2 separate regions of the Sus scrofa genome follow, and region 1 is linked to region 2. Evidence: chromatin contacts called from public promoter capture Hi-C data. All regions are on one chromosome and are shown on one strand. Each heading gives the region's core, a stretch centred on a gene start, on an enhancer-like site or on the middle of the called end of the contact. The rest is flanking DNA. Distances are from core to core; before and after follow the strand shown. Region 1 overlaps ASH1L (histone-lysine N-methyltransferase ASH1L). Region 2 holds the start of ASH1L (histone-lysine N-methyltransferase ASH1L).

Region 1 (4,960 bases), core at 2,047-4,546, 68 kb before region 2:
TATATTAAAGAAATAACCAGATATAATCTAATCAAACCTGCACATGATTACTGGCTCAAATTCACCATACAAACTGACAAACAAAACCTACAGTGCAATCAATTAGAAATGACTGACAGGAGAAAAACAGGTCCAACCTGAAAATTTCATTTATTAGAATCCGGGATGAAAATTAAGAGTTGAACCTTAAATCTACACATTTCATATAATCCATAGAGATCATTTTATAGTCTATGTTTTTCTGCTATAGCACATTCTGAAAGAATGTTATTAATTTATCCATAGAATAAAATAAACCTCCTTTAATGCTTACACTTAAGATTTCTTGGTTATATACATAATGTTCATGAAGATAAAGAAACTCAATTTCCTTTAAAAAAAAGTCTTATTCTTTTCACAAAACCCCAAATCAAAGTGGCATAACTCAACTCTTAGCTCAAGATAAAAGTACGTCATTCAGGAAAGATTATTTTCCTGAATAAAATATACTTGGTTCTGATACTGGATTTCTTATACTCTAAAAAGCCAGCTGTTGAGAATATATAATCAATGTCCAACTATTTGTCAAAAAACTAGTAGCACTCTGAAACGTTCACTTTAAACCTGAAAAAAGTTACAATAAAAGTCTTACATATAACCAAAAGGTACAAGAAATAAAATACTTGAAGATAAGATCTGTAAGATCTGCCTCTAAATAAGAGTTAACTCCTTAAGGAACTAATTGAAGGACAACTTGGGGACAGAAGAATTCAATGGAGGTAAGTTTCTATTATTTCCCTTTCTCAAAAAGAAATAGTAAACCATGAGGCTTTGTTTTAATAATGCAGAATCTTAAATCACATCACTGTAAGTACTCTTTTAGCAGGCTCTTAGTATTGCTCAGGTGAGATATAAGACTGTGTTGCCATTCAAGAGTAATAAATTATATTTTGGGGAAAATGATGTGACAGTATATCCTATTTCAGAAACACAATGAAGACTACTGTAAGATCAAATCAAGAAGCAAGACTGGTTATTGCTGACTCTTAAAAACAGATACAAACTGTACCAACAGTACAATAAATCCCCCTAGAGTGTGGGTCAGATAAGATAAGATTTCCACTAAAGAGCTAAATACCACAATAAAATATCTAAGAAGTAAAAGCCCAGGCATCAGCGAAGACATAAATTTAAATATTAATACTGAAAAATTCTTTACAGGACAGCTATTTCCTACTCAGACACACAGCCAAGACAGAAGACATCAGTGGCCAAGAAGCTTGAGATATCATTGAACTCTCTTTATCATTATTTTCTTGATGAATGGACAATCTTAGATTAAGTACTAGGGAAAGAATGGGTTAGAGAGCACTTTTTATAAAGTCTTCTCTCTCAGTCATAAGCTAACATTCACTGAATACAGTTTATATGCTTGGTACTATGCTAGTCATTGTGGAGGTTGGGGGGGGATATATATACAGTTTAATAGTCTCTGCCCTCAAGGAGCTTATTTAGGGTCTTGTATGTTATCATGCATTACATTTCAGGTGGCATTTGTGCCATCCATTCTTGAGCTCCATCTTCAGTTTCTAGGCTATTTGGTAATGTTTCCCAAATTTCTTGGTCATCTTCAAGAAAGTCTTGATGAAGGCTTCAACTATACCTTTGATCATCAGGATATCCTGAGAATCACCCTGCCTGGCCTCACCCACCTCAGGTAAAAGAGGGTACAGGCACTTTCTTCAAAGCTCCTTCTTTTGGTGGCATCTGGAGCTGCAGAGGAGGCAGTGGGAGGTGGAATAGGGGTCAGATCCCCGGAGATCGTTATTGGCAGCTTTGTACAGCAATTCCTGAGAAACTGAAACAATTGAGAGAGAGATGGCTTAGCTCACTTAGCTTCTGAGCCATTTTTCATTTCCTGAAAGTAATGGAGGCCAGCAGCCTATTCTTAGGATATAATAGGAAACTAGAATAAAACTTCATTCTGGAGGATTCTCATTTTTCATTTTTATAAGCCTGTTTGAATTCCCTGTTCATCATACAGAGCAGAGCTGTTCTTAACAATTTTCTGTAAGGGGGAATAAAGTTGTAACCCTAAGATACAGATCTCTAGGGCTTGATAATCATTAGATCTAGACCTTTACTTCACTTAAAAAAACACTGCATACAGGAGCAGTAAGAGGATGAGGATACCTGAAAAAAACATTACCTAATGATGTGAAGCAACCAATTTTAAGACTGGAAAATGATGATATAAACTTATATGCAAGAGTTAACAACCTGTGAAAGATGTTTAAAAGCATGTTAAAACAGGCCTAATAGCAGAAATCACATGAAATCTGTAAACACTCTCTCTAATACTGCCATAAATAGCCTGTTTTATAAGTGCCATTATGCAGTTGGGTGGATGGGGAAGAACAAGATAATGCCTAGAGAACTAGCATGTCCATTTCAAAAGAGACCAATATATTTATGTTTCAAAACCTGAAATAGAATGCAATGCAGAGTGTAGTAATGTTAAGTACGTGAACTATGGAGTAAGGTATCCTGTGTTTGATTTCTGATTCTGTTACAAATCAAGCTATAAGACCTAGGTAAGTAAACATACTTGAATATTGGTTTAATAAAGCACTCAACTCACACGATTGTTCTGAGTTCCAAAATGAGATAATATACAAAATTCAATGGGTTTTTATAAGCATTATACTATTATATATAAAATGGTTCCCGGGGTTTATCACAGAATTTTTATTTACTTATTTACATTTATGACCACACTCGCAGCATATGAAAGTTCCTGGGCCAGGGAATGAATCTGAGCTGCAGTTGCAACCTATGCTACAGCTGTGGCTATGCTGGATCCTTTTAACCCACTGTGCTGGGCCAGGGATTGAACCCACACCTCAGCAGCAACCCAAGCCCCTGTGGTTGGATTCTTAACCCAATGAACCACAGTGTGAACTCCTATTGTAGAATTTTTAGACCCTACTTAACAATGTCACTGACATGTATAGGCAACAATTCTATATTACAATAAAATTTAAAAAAGACAGGACTTAAACCCAACCAGGAATTAGAACTAATCTAGAATACCAAGCAATTACCTTAAACATAAAGAAGTACTAGTAAAATAAGTACCTCTAATTAAGAAGTACTATTAAGATAGGTACTTCGAAGGTTGGTAGGTAACTGCAAGGCTGGCAAAAGCTTCTTTGGAGTGAACTTTCTAATTCACTCTCTTCACCATAGCTTCTCCTGGGTTGGGATTATGCTCTGGATTACATCATTAAAATAAGATGTGCCCAAATGATGAGTCAGAACCAGAAAGTGTTTAGTTCTCTGTTCAGTGTTGTACCAAGGGAGAAAGCGGTTTTCTGCTTCCACTGTTTGGTTCTTTGGTTCTTCTAAATTATGGTCGATTACTCAGGGAATCATGGGTCATCAGTGATCATTTTAGATCTGCCTGGAGGGATATGTGAAGACTCTATGCTCCTCACATGACAGGAGGTCTGTAGGTATTCCAATTTAAGGCAAACTGATAGCTCCTCAAAGAATATACACAGAGAACACACATAATTCTAAATATCAGAGAGTTCTCATCATTTTTTATTTCAATACAGTATAAAGCTGAATAATTGAGTACTCTAGAAGTAAACAAAGACTATAAATGGGGATTCCTCAATTCACTATTTGGTGGAAACCCTACTGAGTGTTTCACCACTCAGATGACAGCTTTAAAAATGGATTAGAAATTCTACAGACATAGATGAAGGAAACAGAAGTCACAGATAAATCACAAAAATATTTAAATAAAATTGGTCTTTAACATAAATTTAAGTTGATTACAAGTAAATTCTTTTTTTTTTTTCCAGTTGGAAATACAGAAGCCTTCATGTAAAAAAGAAGGCAGACTACTACTAAGGAGAGAAAGGGAAAATAGAGAATACCATTAATTGGGATAATAATTGGGAATTAAGAACTAAAAACAAACTTGGAAATGTGAGGGAATCCTGGAAGTGGTTTTTTTTTTAATGATTTTTTTTTTCCCATTATAGCTGGTTTACAGTGTTCTGTCAATTTTCTACTATACAGCAAGGTGATCCAGTCACACATACATATATACATTCTTTTTTTCTCACATGATCATGCTCCATGGAAGTGGTTTTGATTGTAGAATCTCTGTTTTTTTTATCTGGCCATTATCTGATGAGCTTTTAAAGACAAAGACAGGTTTTGGAGAAATGTCTGTGTCGAATTGGACAAAAAGGAAGAAGATGGTACTTTTATAGCAAAATCTTAAGATGAAACCATGAAATCATGGATAAGAATGTCAGAAAGTTGAGAAAACAAAAACCAAAAAAATATATAACGACTTTAAAGGGGCAAGAATCTGGAAATCTTTTTATATCATACACAAAAATTGGTGGAAACCAAGAAGCTGTTCTGAAGTTGATTTGTCACAAGAGATCTTGACTGATGTGTAGAGAAGAACAGAAACAAGCCTAAGGTAAAAAGAGAAATACTACATTTACAGATGCCTGGGTGTGAAGATAGAGTCATGTGGGCAAAGATTATCAGCATAAACAGAGAAAATTCCCACTGACAATAGTGTGGGGGAAAGGGGGAATCACAAACACTGGAGTAAAGGTTCAACCTAACTACTTCACTGAAGCCCTTAGGCTGGCTAAAAATCAAGGAATTTCCAAACGTAAAATAGCAAAAGAACATAGTGAATGAAACCAAAAGCTAGGTGGATAAAACATGCATTTCTTTAGTCTAAATCCACTATTAAAACTTTAATAACAATATGTCTTGGTTACATCTATTGGGAGTTTACCATTAAAGACCCTCGAAACTAGGAAATAGTTTGAATGCGAAACTTGTTTGATATTTCTAATGCTATAAATATCTTTGGGTAAACTACGGCAAATCATATTTGAGTATGCTAGATTTGGAAGGTGCAGTAACAAGTTCATAAATA
Region 2 (5,501 bases), core at 550-3,049:
TAATATGGGAGGAAACAGCCATCCTATCATTCACAGAGAAACTTAGGATGGCAAAGAAACTGAAAGAGCATTTTGAACAGTATAAAAGCTTTATTCTATTATAAAGTGTGAATACAAACTCAGGTCAACAGAAAGGCCAACCATTCTTTACACCCTCACAGTAATTGTTCAGGTAAAGATGTTCTGGGCCTTCATATTTACACAATTCACTCTATTCAGAGGAACAAACTATTCTTAAGAATAACTGGTTATGACAAGTTTCTCCCATCCCTGACCACACACTTACATGCTACATTTCTAAAATACTGCTTTGACTTCTCTTTCCCAACAAGTCAATAAGGCACTCTCAAACCCTAAAACACACACACATATCAACCAGCAGGGAATATCCCAAACTTTAATTTAAAAATAAGCTAACTTATAAGTGGAACTACATTACACTTGTACAAATAAAAGCAAACTCTTCCGAAACACTTTCCTTTCTTGCATACACACACAAACACAGCCGCTATACACTAACAGACCATCTGTCTCCTAGACCAAAAACATGTCTTTCCATGCACAAACTAACCAGTAACATCTATTAAACTTATAACACGGAGACCATCCTGTAGTTTCAACAGCCAGTTGAGCGTGTCAGGGACACCACAGATCTGAACATACAGGTAAACTACCCTCAAAAGAGGATCATCCCTCCTGACACTCTTATTCCTTAACGGGAACAACCTGGCCTATGGGGGATGCTCCAATCGTGCCTCCACAACACACAAACTAACCTGTCAGGGGCACAGCGGGCTCCGCCTCCACTCGCTTACTTTCCCGCCCCCTCCCCCAAGCCAGGAGCCCGCCTGTCAGGGACACCCCTTCACCTCCGCCAGGAGGGACTTCCCGGTAAGCTCAGGATCCCCTTCCCTACTCTCCCCTCCCCCATCCTTACCACCGCTCTCCCGGAGGTCCAGGTCCGGGAGATGACAGTAGCTCCCAGGAAGCCAAGGACTGAGTCGCTGAGGGAGTACTTAGGCCCAAAGGCCTCCCCAGGCGGTACTACTCACCGTGTCAGAGGCCGAGGCCGAGAGAGATGAGAGTGCAGGGAAGTGGGGAAGAGGGGGCGGCCGCCACCAGGCTCCTCCGCTTCCCTTGGTCCACAGCGGATCCCTCCCGCTTGTCAGGAGGCGGCCAGCGGGTGAGCGGACTGGCGGAAATGCGAGAGAGGAGAGGGGAAAGGCGTGGGGCTAAGCGGGGGAAACTGAGGGGAGGCGGGTCCCGCAACCGAGACGGGGATCGTCTCCCCCTCCGCAAAGCGAACCCAAAATGGCGGCGGGAGCGGCGGCGGCAGAGCGGCGGCGGCGGCAGCTCCTTGGGAGGGAGGGAGCGAAGGGCGCCTCGTGCCCCCCCACCTCCCACTCCTCCCTCCTCGCGTTTTCCCCCTTCGTCCTCCCTCCTCACTCGACTCGGGCGGCAGAGCGCGCACGCCCGCCCGCACGCGCCAGAGTGTATCTGGGCTCGTCGCTTGCTGCTCCCACCAACCACCGCCTTCGGCCGCCTGGCGCGCCCGCCAGCCAGTACGCACTCGCTCTGGGGAGCCTCCTCGCACGGTCCCCCACTTCCCCTCGGCCCCTGTCAAGCCAGCTTTGGCGCGGGCCCTCACGCGTACCTTCAGCGGCGCGAGCCCAAGCCTCCTCCTCCACCTCCTCTCCTCTCCTCCCCCCCTTCCCCGCCCCCACTGCCACCAACCGCCGCCACGGCCGCCGCCGCCGCCTCCTCCCCCTCCGCCCCCCCCACATACCCTCCACCCCTCGCGCGTGCGCCTCCCACAATCCCCCCCGCGGGACTGTTCCATTCCCATTAGCTGCAGCAGCGGGGGAGAAAAGGACAGACGAAACGGGCAGAAGTTGCCGTTAGGATTGGAATTACCCCAGTGGCCAGTAGACACCTATGACTATTTACCTCGATGGCTGAGGCGCCAAGGCGACACGGCTCGCTCCCCCCACCTCGTCCTGGCCGCGGTGAGCGGCTCGGGGGCGGCCTAGCGCCCCTCTGCTGACAAGTAGTTGGAGGCCGCGGCGGCTGCGCGGTGAGCAGCTTCCTGCCAAACGACCCGAGCTTGCTTCTCTGCTGCGGGACAAGCGCTGTGGAGCCAGCCCTTGACTGTGCCTGTCGTTCACCGCATCAGGAAAGCGGATCCACGACTCTCGGTGAGGGAATGGACCTGCATGGGGTTGTACTCATGAAGGAGAGGAGTGGGACTCGGAACCTCCATGAGGTAGGGAGTGAAACCAGTTGGGCCGGCGACCCTCCTAGGGGGCTTCCTTCCGGGCTCCGTGTTGCGGTCCTGAAACCTAAAGAAGAACCGGTGCGTGGTCGGCTTTTTCTTTCTTCCTTTTTTGAAATTCTATTTTAAACCCATCTTAGATTGCTCGAATTTCACGCCACTGTCTATACGCGATGATGTTTCGTGCACTTTTATGCATTCCTCTTGGCTAGATGATATATTTTCAACCTCATTAGGCAGCCTGATGTTAGAGGATAAAGATGCCATACGTTACAAATTCAAGGTCTGGACTTGGTCTCTCACGTCTTGTGTGTCTTTCAGAAAGTTATTTTTCTTAATTCCTTGTCAACAAATGAAAAACTGAACATAAAAATTAGTTAACTCCAAATCTGCCTTCAAGGTTGGTATGTGATAAAATAAAATAATGTAGATAAAGAAGTATTAGCTTCTAGGCACAGGGAAGGTGCAAAGTGTAATGTTATCGTTTACAGTACTCTGGATGTTGATAAGGTTTGTGGGTGTAATTGGTAGTTTGTGTCCTATTCTTCCAAATCGTTATAATAAATGCAAAAGGAAATCTTTCAGATTTCTGTGGCTACTGATACTTGTTTCTCAAAACTGTGAATGAACACTTACTTTTTCTTGATGATTGAGTAAGGAGAACTATGAACTATTAAAATGTACGGGTATTTCTGAAGCTTTCTATTCAAATAATCTTTAGTTTCACCCAAAGTGTAAAACAGAATAAATCGGGGGAGGGATCCGCTTGGATATTCCGTTCCTTAACATCTATGGACTTTTAAGGATCTAGGAATAGTTTCAAAATCACTGTACTAGATTAATTTCAAGCTCTAAAGTTTAAGTAGACAGTCCTAAATGTTCCCTTTTCCATACTTAAGTATATGGATCAGGTTTTGTTTAATTGCTCTGGGTTTTTTTTTTTTTTTTTTAAGGGAAGGATGGAATCCCCTTTAATTACCTCACTATCCATATCTTTGCTTTTCCTAATCGTATCTTAAGCCCCAGCTATTTTATGGAGCCATTTAGAGGCCATATATCTTTCTCAATAGTGTCATGTATGCAAGTGTGTTACCCTACCAAGAACATTTTTAATTTGAGGGCAGAGACTATGTCTAACATTTCTTTGTATATTCTTTTGTAGTTTGGTGCAAAGCAAGTATGAAAATGTTGAAATGAATGTCAGATACTTAAAATATGAGAAGGGAAGGAGAATTAATGTCTGTAGAATACCATGCCAAGAGAACTTATGTTCCTGTTTAATCCTTATGAAGTAGATCATCTTGGCCCCATTTTGCAAATGAGAAGCCTGAGGCTCTAAGAAGTCCAATAACTATCTTTAGACTTCAATTTGCTTATCTCTTAAATACTTAATTTTTTTACCCCATTCCCTTCTTAATAAAGTTTCTCATCAGCAACATAATTGTTTATGCTACAAAGACATAAACATAATTGTTTATGCTATAAAACACTTATAACTGAATTCCACTACACTAGTACATAAAAATATAAAGTTCCTTACATATGGTCTCTGCCTTTAACTGGCTTTGAGTAACTGCACTGATTCAGGAGTTGTCAACCAAGTATAGACAAGATAGTATTCTGCGGTTTTTTTGTGTGCATATGTTGCAGTGCCTGCCAGAGACTAAAATATTTAAATGTTCAATAAAATGACCTTACTGAATGGATGAACCCCCCCCCATCATTTGAGCCAAGGAAGGTGTGGAAAATAAAATAATGGTGCCCCCAAAGATGTCCAAATCTCAATCCCTGGAAGCAGTGAATACATTGTTTACATGGCAAGAGAAAATTAAGGTTACTAATCAGCTATTACCTGATAGGGCCCTGTAATTACAAGGGTGCTTCAAAGGTAAGAGAGACAGAAAGAGTCACTGTCAGAGTGATGGAATATGACATAGACTTGACCAGCTGTGGCAGGCTATGAAGAGGAAAGGGCAGCCTCTAAAAACTGGAGAAGTCAAGAAAACAGGTTCTCTGCTAGAGCATCCAGAAAGAACACAACCCTGCCACACTTTGATTCTGGACTTCTAAACCACAGAACTCTAAGATGACAAATTTGTGTTGTTTTATGACACCAAATTTATGTTAATTTGTTACAGCAGCAATAGGAAAGTAACACAGAAAGAGGACCAAATCATGACTAACCGCCAGAGTACAATTCCCTGGATGGTGCTTTTGTTTAAATGAGGGTGTGACTTAACTGAAACTTTTCTTTAAGCACTGTGATAGGCACTCAACAAAGGTGCCTAGATTTCCAGTGTTTCTCTGCTGCTCTGCTTCTCTTGGCATGAGTCCTCAAGCTGTAAATAGACAACTGGGCTCTAATATTGCTCCAGAGCAGCAGTCTTTAGCTGCCCTCAGACTTCCCCACTAGAACAGAAGTAATTAAACATTTATCTCATGGTGCTTCAAAATAAAATTTCAAAATTGTAAAGATAAAACTAACTGGATCATCATAGGATTGATTTTACGTTTGACAAGTTATGGTAAATTGTAAACAAAATAGTCTACAAATAATTTTCTGTTTAACAAAGGAAGAACTCTGGAGTTCCCATTGTTCCTCAGCAATAACGAACCTGACTAGTAACCATGAGAATGGGGGTTCAATCCCTGGCCTCATTCAGTGGGTTAAGGATCCAGTGTTGCCATGAGCTGCAGTGTAGGTTGAGAACTCCGCTCAGACCCCACATCCGGCCTTGCTGTGGCTGTGGGGTGTAGGCTGGCAGCTACAGCTCCGAATCGACCCCTAGCCTGGGAACTTCCATATGCCACACGTCCGGCCCTAAAAAAGCAGCAAAAGAAAACAAAACAACAACAACCAAAAAAAAAACAAAGGAAGAACTCTGAAGCCTTTATTTGGGTATCATGACTTTAAATTCATTCTTCAGGTGTTTGCCTTTTAGCAAAGTAGAAAAATACACTCCAGACTGCCTGGGTTTAAAGCCTGGCTCTTTGATTTGGTAGCTGTGTACACTGGTATAGAAACTTAGTAGTAGTAATAACATATAAGTCATTTAATCCTTTTAATAATCCAATACTTAAATATAAACATTATCTCCATTTTAGAAATGAAGAAACACAAAATTAAAGTAACTTGCTCAAGGTCACACAGCAATTAAGTAGGAGAACCCCATTTCTTTTTTCTTTTTTCTTTTTTTGGGGGGGGGCCTTTTCTAGGGCCCTACTCACG

The links. Promoter capture Hi-C pulls out the DNA fragments that hold promoters and counts their contacts.
Region 1: a contact with region 2 is called in a promoter capture Hi-C map of fetal skeletal muscle, with 2.3 times the contacts expected there. The contact joins the enhancer-like site here to the promoter of ASH1L in region 2. A contact is called at or near these places in 1 of 5 promoter capture datasets (fetal skeletal muscle), 5 of 47 Hi-C or Micro-C datasets (embryonic fibroblasts, epiblast stem cells, fibroblasts and 2 more) and 1 of 2 datasets of contacts at active chromatin or transcription factors (alveolar macrophages).

The regions. Positions count from the first base shown.
Region 1 is chr4:94,364,242-94,369,201 of Sscrofa11.1, reverse strand. The region is part of intron 3 of ASH1L (histone-lysine N-methyltransferase ASH1L); the gene reads right to left. Among named protein-coding and RNA genes, the nearest start is that of ASH1L, 69 kb to the right of the region's middle. Within about 2 kb of position 3,296, at least 3 of the 83 cell types and tissues checked have an H3K27ac peak or open chromatin away from gene starts, as enhancers often do. A contact at or near this core is called in embryonic fibroblasts, where this site is marked.
Region 2 is chr4:94,293,830-94,299,330 of Sscrofa11.1, reverse strand. It overlaps ASH1L (histone-lysine N-methyltransferase ASH1L), which reads right to left and starts at 1,799. Exons shown (of 28, transcript XM_021089697.1): 1 at 1,655-1,799; 2 at 1,053-1,192. The coding sequence starts at 1,784. It overlaps DAP3 (28S ribosomal protein S29, mitochondrial), which reads left to right and starts at 1,850. Exons shown (of 13, transcript XM_021089714.1): 1 at 1,850-2,263.